2 separate regions of the Danio rerio genome follow, and region 2 is linked to region 1. Evidence: chromatin contacts called from public HiChIP or PLAC-seq data. All regions are on one chromosome and are shown on one strand. The core of a region is the stretch at or near the end of the contact, and the rest is flanking DNA. Distances in the headings are between cores, read along the strand shown. Region 1 holds the start of eif3s6ip (eukaryotic translation initiation factor 3, subunit 6 interacting protein). Region 2 holds the start of dact2 (dishevelled-binding antagonist of beta-catenin 2).

Region 1 (5,073 bases), core at 1,521-4,020:
CAGGAAAAAATTCCTCCGGTACCTCACAGTGCGTGTGTTTTTAATATCTGAAACACTTTGGCTTGTTTGCACTAACATGCCAGAGTGGCTTAAAGTAATTCAAAACAAACACTTTGAACCGCATTTCTCCTATTCTCTTCAAGCCAAATAAGTAGACATATGGCAGCAGTTATTGAAACTCATAACAGCCTCCATTCCCACGACTGCAGAGACAACTACACATGTGGGATTTGAGAGCCACGCTTATTTATCGCTAATTCAAAGGGCACACTTTCTATTTCTGCCTCTCGACTCGGTGCTGAAATCATTAGATCTTCGTTATAGCCTACAGTAGACACTGATTTGGGTGTGTTGCTGGAGACCAGATCGAAATAACTCTGTGTTTCATTATTTGTCTTGTTGACGAGTTGACGAAATACCTCATTATGAAAGGCAGTAAAATGAAGTAACTCATCTGCAAAGTGTTAAGAGTGCGTCTGACGGGCAGATGTGAGCGCTGAAATACTGGAGCAACTGCACCATCCACAGGACGCTGGTGGTAATGCAGCGCTATATCAGTTGGGGAAAATATGTCTAATAATAATAATAATAATAATAATAATAATAATAATAATAATAGCAATAATAATAATAATAATAATAATAATAATAATAATAATAATAAAAACTATTATTAGTAATATTATTACTATGCTGTTAAATATATACGTTTTTGTTTTGTTTAATTTAAATGATATGTGTAAATGTATTTATTTGTTTATTTACAAAGAGAATTACAGCTATCTAATCATCATCATCATCATCATAATAATCATAATAATTGTAATATGCTGCTAAATAGTATGAGTTTTTGTTATGTTTAAAGTAATTATTCTTTTGTTTATTTACATAGAGAATTGCAGCAATATAATAATATACTGTTAAATAATATATGTTTTTTGTGTAACTTTATTTATTTACGTAGATAATTACAGCTATATAATATTCATAATAAAGATAATATACTGTTACTATACATTTTTTGTTATGCTTAATGTAAATTGATTTATTTGTTTATTTACATAGAGGTATTACAGCAAAATAACAATAGGCCTAATAGTAGTAATAATCTGTTAAATAGTATACGTTTTTGTTTAATGTAAATGTTATGTATAAATGTATTTATTTATTTGTTTATTTACACAGAGAATTTTAGCAATATAATAATTAATATTAATAATAATAATAATATACTGCTAAATAGTATGCACTTTTGTTGTTTAATGTAAATGTATTTATTTCTTTGTTTATACAAGAGAATTCTATGTTTTTACATAGAGAGTTTCAGCAATATAATAATATTCTGTTAAATAATATGCTTTTGTTATGTTAATATAATTTTATTTATTTTAATAAAGAATTACAGCTAATAATAATAATAATAATAATAATAATAATAATATACTGCTAAATAGTATACGTTTTGGTTTAATTTAAATGTTATGTGTAAATGTATTTATTTTATTTGTTACCTCACATAAAGAATTAAAGCAATATAATAATAATAATAATAATAATAATAATAATAATAATAATAATAATATCAATAATAATAATAATAATATACTGCTAAATAGTATACGTTTTGGTTTAATTTAAATGTTATGTGTAAATGTATTTATTTTATTTGTTACCTTACATAAAGAATTAAAGCAATATAATAATAATAATAATAATAATATCAATAATAATAATAATAATAATGTACTGCTAAATATTATATATTTTTGATGTTTCATATAAATTTTTTTGTTTAAATGTTTATTTACATAGAGAATTGCCGAAATATATTAATATACTTGTATAATAATAATAATATATGTTTTGATATGTTTAATGTAACTTTATTTATTTGTTTACAGCTATAAAATAATAATTATAATAATAATAAAATACTGTAAAATAGTATACATTTTTGTTAAGTTTAATGTAACTTTATTCATTTGTTTATTTACATAGAGGTATTTCAGCAATATAGTAATAATAGTAGTAATAATAATAATAATAATAATAATAATAATAATAATAATGCTTTTGTTATGTTTAATGTAACTTTATTATTTACACAGATAATTAGGCTATATAATAATAAGAATTCTACTAATACTGCTAATAATAATAATATACTGATAAATAGAATACATTTTTATGTTCTATGTATATTTATTTATCAGCTTGTTTGTTTATTTACATAGATAATTACAGCAATATTATTTGCCAAAAAATAAGGTAAACATAATTATACATAATAATTTCAATATAGGTATACACAATAATTATGCATAGTAAAAAAAACTGATGGTAGAAATATACTGGGGAATTGCAATATGCTTAAAATTGTAATAAATAAATGTACTTATTAGAACTATTATAATAATTATTGTGGTGTCACGTGATTTAAAGCACTGGTCGGAGACCAAAGTATTTCCATTTTGAAGTATTTCTATTACTGTACATTACTATTATCGTTACTGCAATGTGTCAAAATAAAAGTGGAAGTGCTCAAATGAAAACGTTATCATGTACACAAAAGCCTGACAATCCAAATGTTCTAGAAATATTAAAGTATAGACGTTTATAACATTCGTTATATTCGTTACATTCGTTAACATTATGACATTCGTGTATAACTCACTTTCTTTCGGGACGATTCCGCCAGTGGCCCACAATGCTTTGTCCGTTCCCTGCGTCACCGGAAGTATGTGCAGTGAACTTCCTCTCTCTCCTCCGCGCGTGCTTTGCGGCTGCTGTGGAGTTTATGAAAGGTTTATTAACGGATTAAACTCCAAAAACAGGGATAAACATCCACCATGTCTTACCCGGCAGAAGAAGAAGATGTAAACGTACGTGTCTTAAATACTTAAAGTCGTGTGTGATAGATTAAAACGTATAACGCATGTTGGTCTTTATCAATGGAGCATCTCGATCCGTCCACAGCTTCATTCTGTGCATTGAATTACAAAGCTCGTCCTGGATTTAAATGGTTAATACGTCTGACTAATGCTTGTTTACTGTGTGTTTTTGTTCACAGTATGACCCGTATAGCTACCCCAATGACTACGACTATCACACCGGTGAGTTATGACACATGACGGTCTTATATACGTTACTGCAAAAAGGAGGTTCTCGCTCAGACCAACAACTTTTTTTTTTTTTCCTTTCTGGTGCCTACACTTCTTTTTTCTCAAGAAGTGGACCCTTATGCAGTTATATTCCTCATTTTCTATGTAGTTATGAGATTTAGTGACATTTTAGGCTCAGTTTTTTAGCTGAATTAGCTTGGCAGATGGTCATCACAATCAAACTTTTTAATATACCAAAAACATTAACCAAACATTTAGAATAAAGAAATATAAAAAATGCTTATATTTTTATAAAATAAAAATGTATTACATCATATATATATATATATATATATATATATATATATATATATATATATATATATATATATATATATATAAATGAGCAATTCCATTTAAATGTCAACCTTGCCATGAAAAAAATAGGTTTCTACATGTTTTGGGTAAGCAAGTATTTTACAGTACTTTAAAAATACTCAAAAGTGTCTTTGTCTATGTTTTTAAACTATTATAGTCGATTTACCAAAACCACACAAGTGTCAGTTTCACATCTGGCTGATTCTTCTAAATTTAAAATCAAAGGGCTGTTTAGAGCATTTTAGTTAATTATTATTAATATTATTATATAATGGAACACAACATCGATATTTTAAGTTGAGAAATCATTATTTGGTGAAATAGCCATATTTTCCAAACATCAACAAGTGAAAAAAAATATCTTGTCATAATTTTCTGACAGAAAAAAATTTAGAAATTGATAAGCATTTTATCCCACATGCCTAATAAGTCCTGACAATTAATAGATGTCATCATTTTGAAGTAGTCTCTTACTTAAAAACAAACATAAGACGCTTCACTGTGCTCTGTCTATAATAAAACACTGTCTATTTTTGTGTGCGCAAATCTTCACTGACTCATAAACTATATTTTGCAGGTGATCCTAAAGCTGATCTGGCTTATGAACGTCAGTATGAGCACCAGCAGACTTACCACGTGATTCCCGAAGTCATAAAGAACTTCCTGCAGTATTTCCATAAAACCATCTCAGACCTTATCGATCAGAAGGTTTACGAGCTGCAGGCCAACCGCGTGTCCAGCGAGAGCATTGAGCAGAAGATCTATGAGATCCAGGATGTTTATGAGAACAGGTGTGGAACCGTTGAGTAATAACACTGATTACATTCTGATGTTTGGAAATCTTGATGTATATATTCATATTTTAATTATAGCTGGAACAAGCTTACAGATCGCTTCTTTAAGACGTCTCCATGGCCGGAAGCAGAAGCCATCGCATCGCTGGTTGGAAACGGTGAGGGAATCATTGTTTGCTCCATTCAGGAATCGGAGTTTGTGGATTGATCTGTTTGCTGAAAGGTGTTCCTGTGATCTTTATTTTTTTTAGTGCTGTTGGACAATTAATCATGTACAATCGTGTGTTTATAAATATAAATATATATACATGATTTCCGCTACATTTATTCTTCCATGGTGGCGCGCTACGCCAAAATTCATCCTGCCACGGATACATTACAGCTTCTCATTCAAAACATTCTATTTTTTTAATAGCTGGTAATAATCGCACCAAAATGTATTAAAGGGTGAGTGAATTATAACAGCGCAAATTTTCTGTAACCGACCGTAGGAGTGCTGTGCGTCATTTGTTTTATTCTTTAAGGTCTTGTGCTGACAAACTGACTTCCTGGCTGTCTGGAAGACAGGTGCGTGATGCTTGAGGCCAGCAAACACGACGTATAGCCGTTTCACTTTACTTCAGGGCGCATTAATACCGCTCTGTCTATTGGAGACATTCATATATATTCCTAGCAAATCAAATAATTGTTGGAGATATACTCATTACATAAATCGCACTTCAGCAGCGTTTATTTGAGAGCGCACTGCGCACAAGAAGATCTGCGCTTGAGCAGAGTATATTTGAGGGAGCGTGCAAGTT
Region 2 (5,073 bases), core at 1,732-4,231, 170 kb before region 1:
GAAGGAGGGAATGGCATGGATGTCTGTCGAGGCTGACTGAAAAGTAAAGTCACGCCTGTGGCAAACTCTGACAATGCACAAAAATCTTCTTTGTACTTGCCGGTTAGTGAAAGAGCTGAACGTTAATCCTGTTTTATCTGGGGGTGTTACTGTAAATGATGGTTGTGTGGATAATGCAACCGGTCCCAACAAACCACTTAAATTGAGAAAATCCTTTGCGATAATGCTGGTAATGTTATAATGAAGGATTTTCTGAACATAAGGGGTTTGTTGCAGCTGGGTGCTGACATTCGGATAAATATGGTGGTAGATTTGCCAGATGCTTTCCAGGGAACAAAGACATTTTGACTAATGCGTCCTTTATTTTTTAGAGATTGCACAAAGCTGAATTTAGAACGGTGCATATCTAGAACAATGTAATTCACTATGAATAAAAATCCATGTTTTTTTTCAGGATCTTTTCATGGGAAATTAATTTACAAAGACCCAATCAGAATCTAAAAGTATAGTTAACCCAAAAAATAAACATTTACTCATCAGTTACTCCCACTTATATAACATTTATAATACTAATTAACGGTTATTCAGAATAATTCTGAAGAATGTTGGAAAAAAAATAGCTCAGACATTCATAATAGGTACAAAAACATCTTATGGGAACCAATGGCTGTTTTTTTCTGAATATTCTTCATTATATCTTCCTTTGTGTTCAACAGAAGAAAGAAACTGATTAGTAAATGATGACAGAATTTTCATTTTAGGGTGAACTGGCCCTTAAATGCACTATTTATTGCTCTATTATAAATAATATCAACTGCACTTTTGAAATAATGCTTCTTTGTATTATTAATTTAAATAGTGTAAGACCACTACTGCCAGTCTATTATACGTCTATAGATCACAGACAATTTGTCCATTGAGCATTAGAAGGGTTCAACAAAAGTCCAAAAAGTTCAAACGTGCATCGACTGCGGGGTCAAATCTGTGTCGCCGACCAGGCCACAGTTCCTCTTTTGCCATTCTCATTAAATTGGGTTAATCATCAGAAACGGACTGGCCCCCCTCAGAGCCCTTGATTTATGACCTCTCACTATGACCCCCAGCTGAGCCTGTGTTCAGTACTGGATTCAGTCATCAAGGGCACTGCCAAACCATGCACAAAATACACCATTAAATAGCCACTGCTGTACGGGAATGTGTGTGTTATGTACATATTCTCATTTGTTGCTGAAAAGTGGAAAGCCCTCTAAAATAATGCCAAATACCTGAGGAAAAAAATCACTAAACATCTGGTATATCTATCTACAGTAGTCAACATTTGAAGTAGATCAAAACTTTTCTTCAAAGTGATCCTGATACTGTTCAGCAACATTCATTCTTGTCTTAATTATTTTGATAATCAAGAAAAATGTTCTTGATCATTTTGAAAAAAAAAAAACTTTTACTGTAAATTCAACCAAATAGATAACATCCGTTTATCTCTTTATGTTAACACTAAATGGAGTTTTCAATAAGCCAGTAATAGTACTGGCAGCTATATGAATCGAAGTGCTTACTGTCTTGATGTTGTCAACATTTTTTTTCTTGGCTGGTGTAAATAGTCACATGACTTAAGCTTTTTAACCCCAGTTTGCTTCCTGAAGATACGATTGTCAAAGTTCCATAAAACTAAGGTAAGTAAAATCTAAAATAGCATAACATAAATACTATTTTTTAAATAATTTAATAATTAATTACTTTATAATTAATAATATCACAAGAACTCTTATGAGGACATGTTAGTGATTGAGCTGGAAAAATGGCTGTTTTCAATTGGAAGTAAACTATTGACTTAAATTGTAAAGTAGATTCAATAAAAAGCAATAACAAATATAAAGCAACTAATTAATATGTGTTGACTTCAACTTTACACTAGTAAAAATACCTTTTGCTATATACATTATGCACTTTTGACGAAAACAAACCAGATTTTCTTTAGCCTTTAATACGAATTGAGGTAAAGTTGGTTTTATATTATAGCATATTCAGACTTTCACCTTCTTAAAAAAATACATTTTTGGCCCACATCTTGCATTAAATAATACTGACACAACTCTGATTAACAGTAATAAGCAATTTAAAAAATATGATAATCTATGGATATGAGGTCAACCATATAATTTCAGGAGTTTAAATGGAAAATAACTGTCAAAGTACAACACTGTTCAGTTATCAGGTAAATAGCAGCCTACTAATGTCTTTAAATCATACATGCAATTTATGACTGAATATTTAAAGTAGCATTCCACAAATTGTCAAAAATAAACGAATGAACAAATATAAAACCAGCTTACACCTCATTTTAATAAGATAACAATTACATAATTAAGCTAGAAAAATACCCCAGTTTTTAATTACATAGTCGATTCAATGGTAGAATAAAAGAAACCAAACAAGAAGTAGGCTAATAATACATATGAACTAAATGGTTCATATATTTGACTACAGATTTCCATTTGTTTTACTTCATAGTTCACCCCTGTATACATTTCAGCAACTACATTTTTCATTTAAAGTGCATGTGTTTAAAAAAACCTTAATGTTTATATCTTGAATCTCTTTTGATTTCTTACCAGCTGTTGTTTGAGTAGAGAAAGTGTTGCCTCCAGCCTCAGCTCCTCTTTGCTCACGTTCTCTTGTTTTGATGGGTCTGGCTGGTCTCTGTTCAGGGTCAGCGCCCAGTGCACCATGGCACTCTGTTTGTCCCGCAGAAAGTGCAGCTCCTGCAGTCCGGCCAGCGCTGCGTGCAGCCTCTCTCCTGTCCTGCCCCGGTCCATTCCCGCACCCGCGCCTAGCACACCTGATCCAGGTATTTTTCTTCCCAGCATTATCAGACGTGCCGTTTAGACATATCCAGAGACTCCAGAAAATAATAATGAGATCCGCTATGCGACTGAGCTTCAACAGTGCGAATCAACTATTGTGTTTGGATGGAGCGCGTTAGTGTATACAATACCTGTACGGGGTGGTGTACAAACTAGCCACGCCTATATTCAGAAATCACACCCCTTCTCTTTGCTGATTGGCTGACTTTGGTTAAGGCTGCTCCGTTTGTCTGCCAATCATAATCAAGTAAATGCATAGGTGATTAATAATAATGAGGATACGTGATCAAACGCTCGAAGCGAATCAAGCTGAAAGGTATGTTAAAATGTATATTTAATAACCAAGAACAATTTTATTCTGCTAAACTAAAACAAATAGAACATTACGAACAACATAGAGCAAAGCACTAATAAAATTAGCCATTAAATAATTAATAAAAAAGCCATTAAAACCTTTTTTTTTTTTTTTTACTTGAAACTTTAAAGATCCTGTAATCCCACAAGGCTCTTATACTTTATTATGCTTATTTACACATATATTTGTTTGTCTTCTTTATATTTATTTTATTTTTTGTACACCCCTGACCCTTATTTGTATCCTTCTGTACTTTGTTCTTTAAGCATTAAATAATAATAATAATAATAATAATAATAATAATAATAATAATAATAATAATAATAATAATGATGATAATGATAATAATAATAAGTTAAAATTCATTATTCATAAGTTAGCTATAAAACCTCTTGGGGTCTCGTAGATTTCTAACAAATAAGACCTAACATATTGTTTCTTAAACTTATTAGAAGGACGTATTTATTTAACAAACATCAATTATTAACCAATATATGATTATACATATACATATATTTCATTGTTTTTACCTGAGCACAAAAGACATCCCTTGATCGTATTTAACTTGAACTGTTAGCTGTTAGCGCCCTCTTGCGTACAATGCCATAAATAAAAATCGTAAAACCTTAAAATATTATTACAGTTTTTCCCAATTGTTTACACACATTTTCTAAAAGCATGTCTCATATTGTCAGAACTTAACACACAAGTCATAAACACACACACACATTGGGCAAAACCCTTCAATTCTCCTGCAAAATGAAACTTTACATTCAAAACACAGTGATTGCTTCTCAAAATGGTATTTTGTTTTTAAATGACACACACACAAACATCACATGAGTAGACATTTATAAGAACTGGTTGATCGCTGATGTGCTTAATGTAAGCACTATGACCACTTCTTCTCCATTTAGCATAATGACTTACTGTAGGCCTTTTTTATTCAGTGTTACTCTGACTACAGACAGTAGGCATACAGAAGTGCATTGTAAAATATTTTAGAATACGGTTTTTATACAAAAACACAAATACAAAATATAATTTAGTGTATTTTTCTCACAAAAACAGTGTGTACAGTGTTCATCCAAATCAACACAAAGTTGCACATAACGTGATCTACATATACCATCAACAGACGTATTTACATCAGAAGACAGTTACAGTAAAAACAAAAAAAGTGTGGATTTCGGTCAGGCAGAAAATAATTCCTCAAGAAATGGAGAATATGGAGGGAGACCAACTAAAAAACGAGGGTGGGCAGTGAGCCAGTTATGAACCAGCTCTGATTTCTAAATTGCAATTAAGTGTGACAGGTGTTTACCCATGTGATGAGTTACTATGCAAAGTAAGACAACTGACTTTACAATTGTGAATGACAGTGTGAAACAAAACAAGATGTTTTCTGCATGAAAACTGTGCCAAATGCAGAGAATTGTGTGAAGTGTTTTGAAAAAAAGTGTGTTGTGCTTGTAGTTTAGCAGAATTGGTTCAGGGGGTTGGTGCATCAGTTACATGCTGTAGTCATTGTGTCTGAAGTACAAGTAATTGTGTGTAAACAACTAAGAAAAGCTGTATTACACTTGAAAATGAGTAAATTAAAATTAAAAATCTAGTCAAAATATTCTTCAATGTCAAGGAATCTATGGAAAATACTGGGAGACAACTTGAAAATGGTTGTTTCTCTGGAATTATAGAGGATTTGCTTATGTATGTATTAGGTATGTTCTTTTTGTTAGTGTTTGTTTTATTCTGTAAAGGTGGGATAACATTTCTTTCTCATTTAAAATAAATATTTTGACATTTATAGCCTTTTTCGGGTTATTCCACAAAATATTGATCCTGAGGTTAACC

Evidence for each region. HiChIP or PLAC-seq counts read pairs in DNA pulled down with a chosen protein or histone mark.
Region 2: a contact with region 1 is called in an H3K4me3 HiChIP or PLAC-seq map of pancreas, with 10 times the contacts expected there. The contact joins the promoter of dact2 here to the promoter of eif3s6ip in region 1. A contact is called at or near these places in 9 of 18 Hi-C or Micro-C datasets (caudal fin, embryo, hematopoietic stem cells and 1 more) and 4 of 4 datasets of contacts at active chromatin or transcription factors (caudal fin, embryo, gastrula embryo and 1 more).

Annotation. Positions count from the first base shown.
Region 1 is chr13:46,832,440-46,837,512 of GRCz12tu, reverse strand. It overlaps eif3s6ip (eukaryotic translation initiation factor 3, subunit 6 interacting protein), which reads left to right and starts at 2,770. Exons shown (of 15, transcript NM_213128.1): 1 at 2,770-2,882; 2 at 3,071-3,113; 3 at 4,057-4,270; 4 at 4,352-4,431. The coding sequence starts at 2,850.
Region 2 is chr13:47,005,744-47,010,816 of GRCz12tu, reverse strand. It overlaps dact2 (dishevelled-binding antagonist of beta-catenin 2), which reads right to left and starts at 2,981. Exons shown (of 4, transcript NM_001077794.2): 1 at 2,613-2,981. The coding sequence starts at 2,867.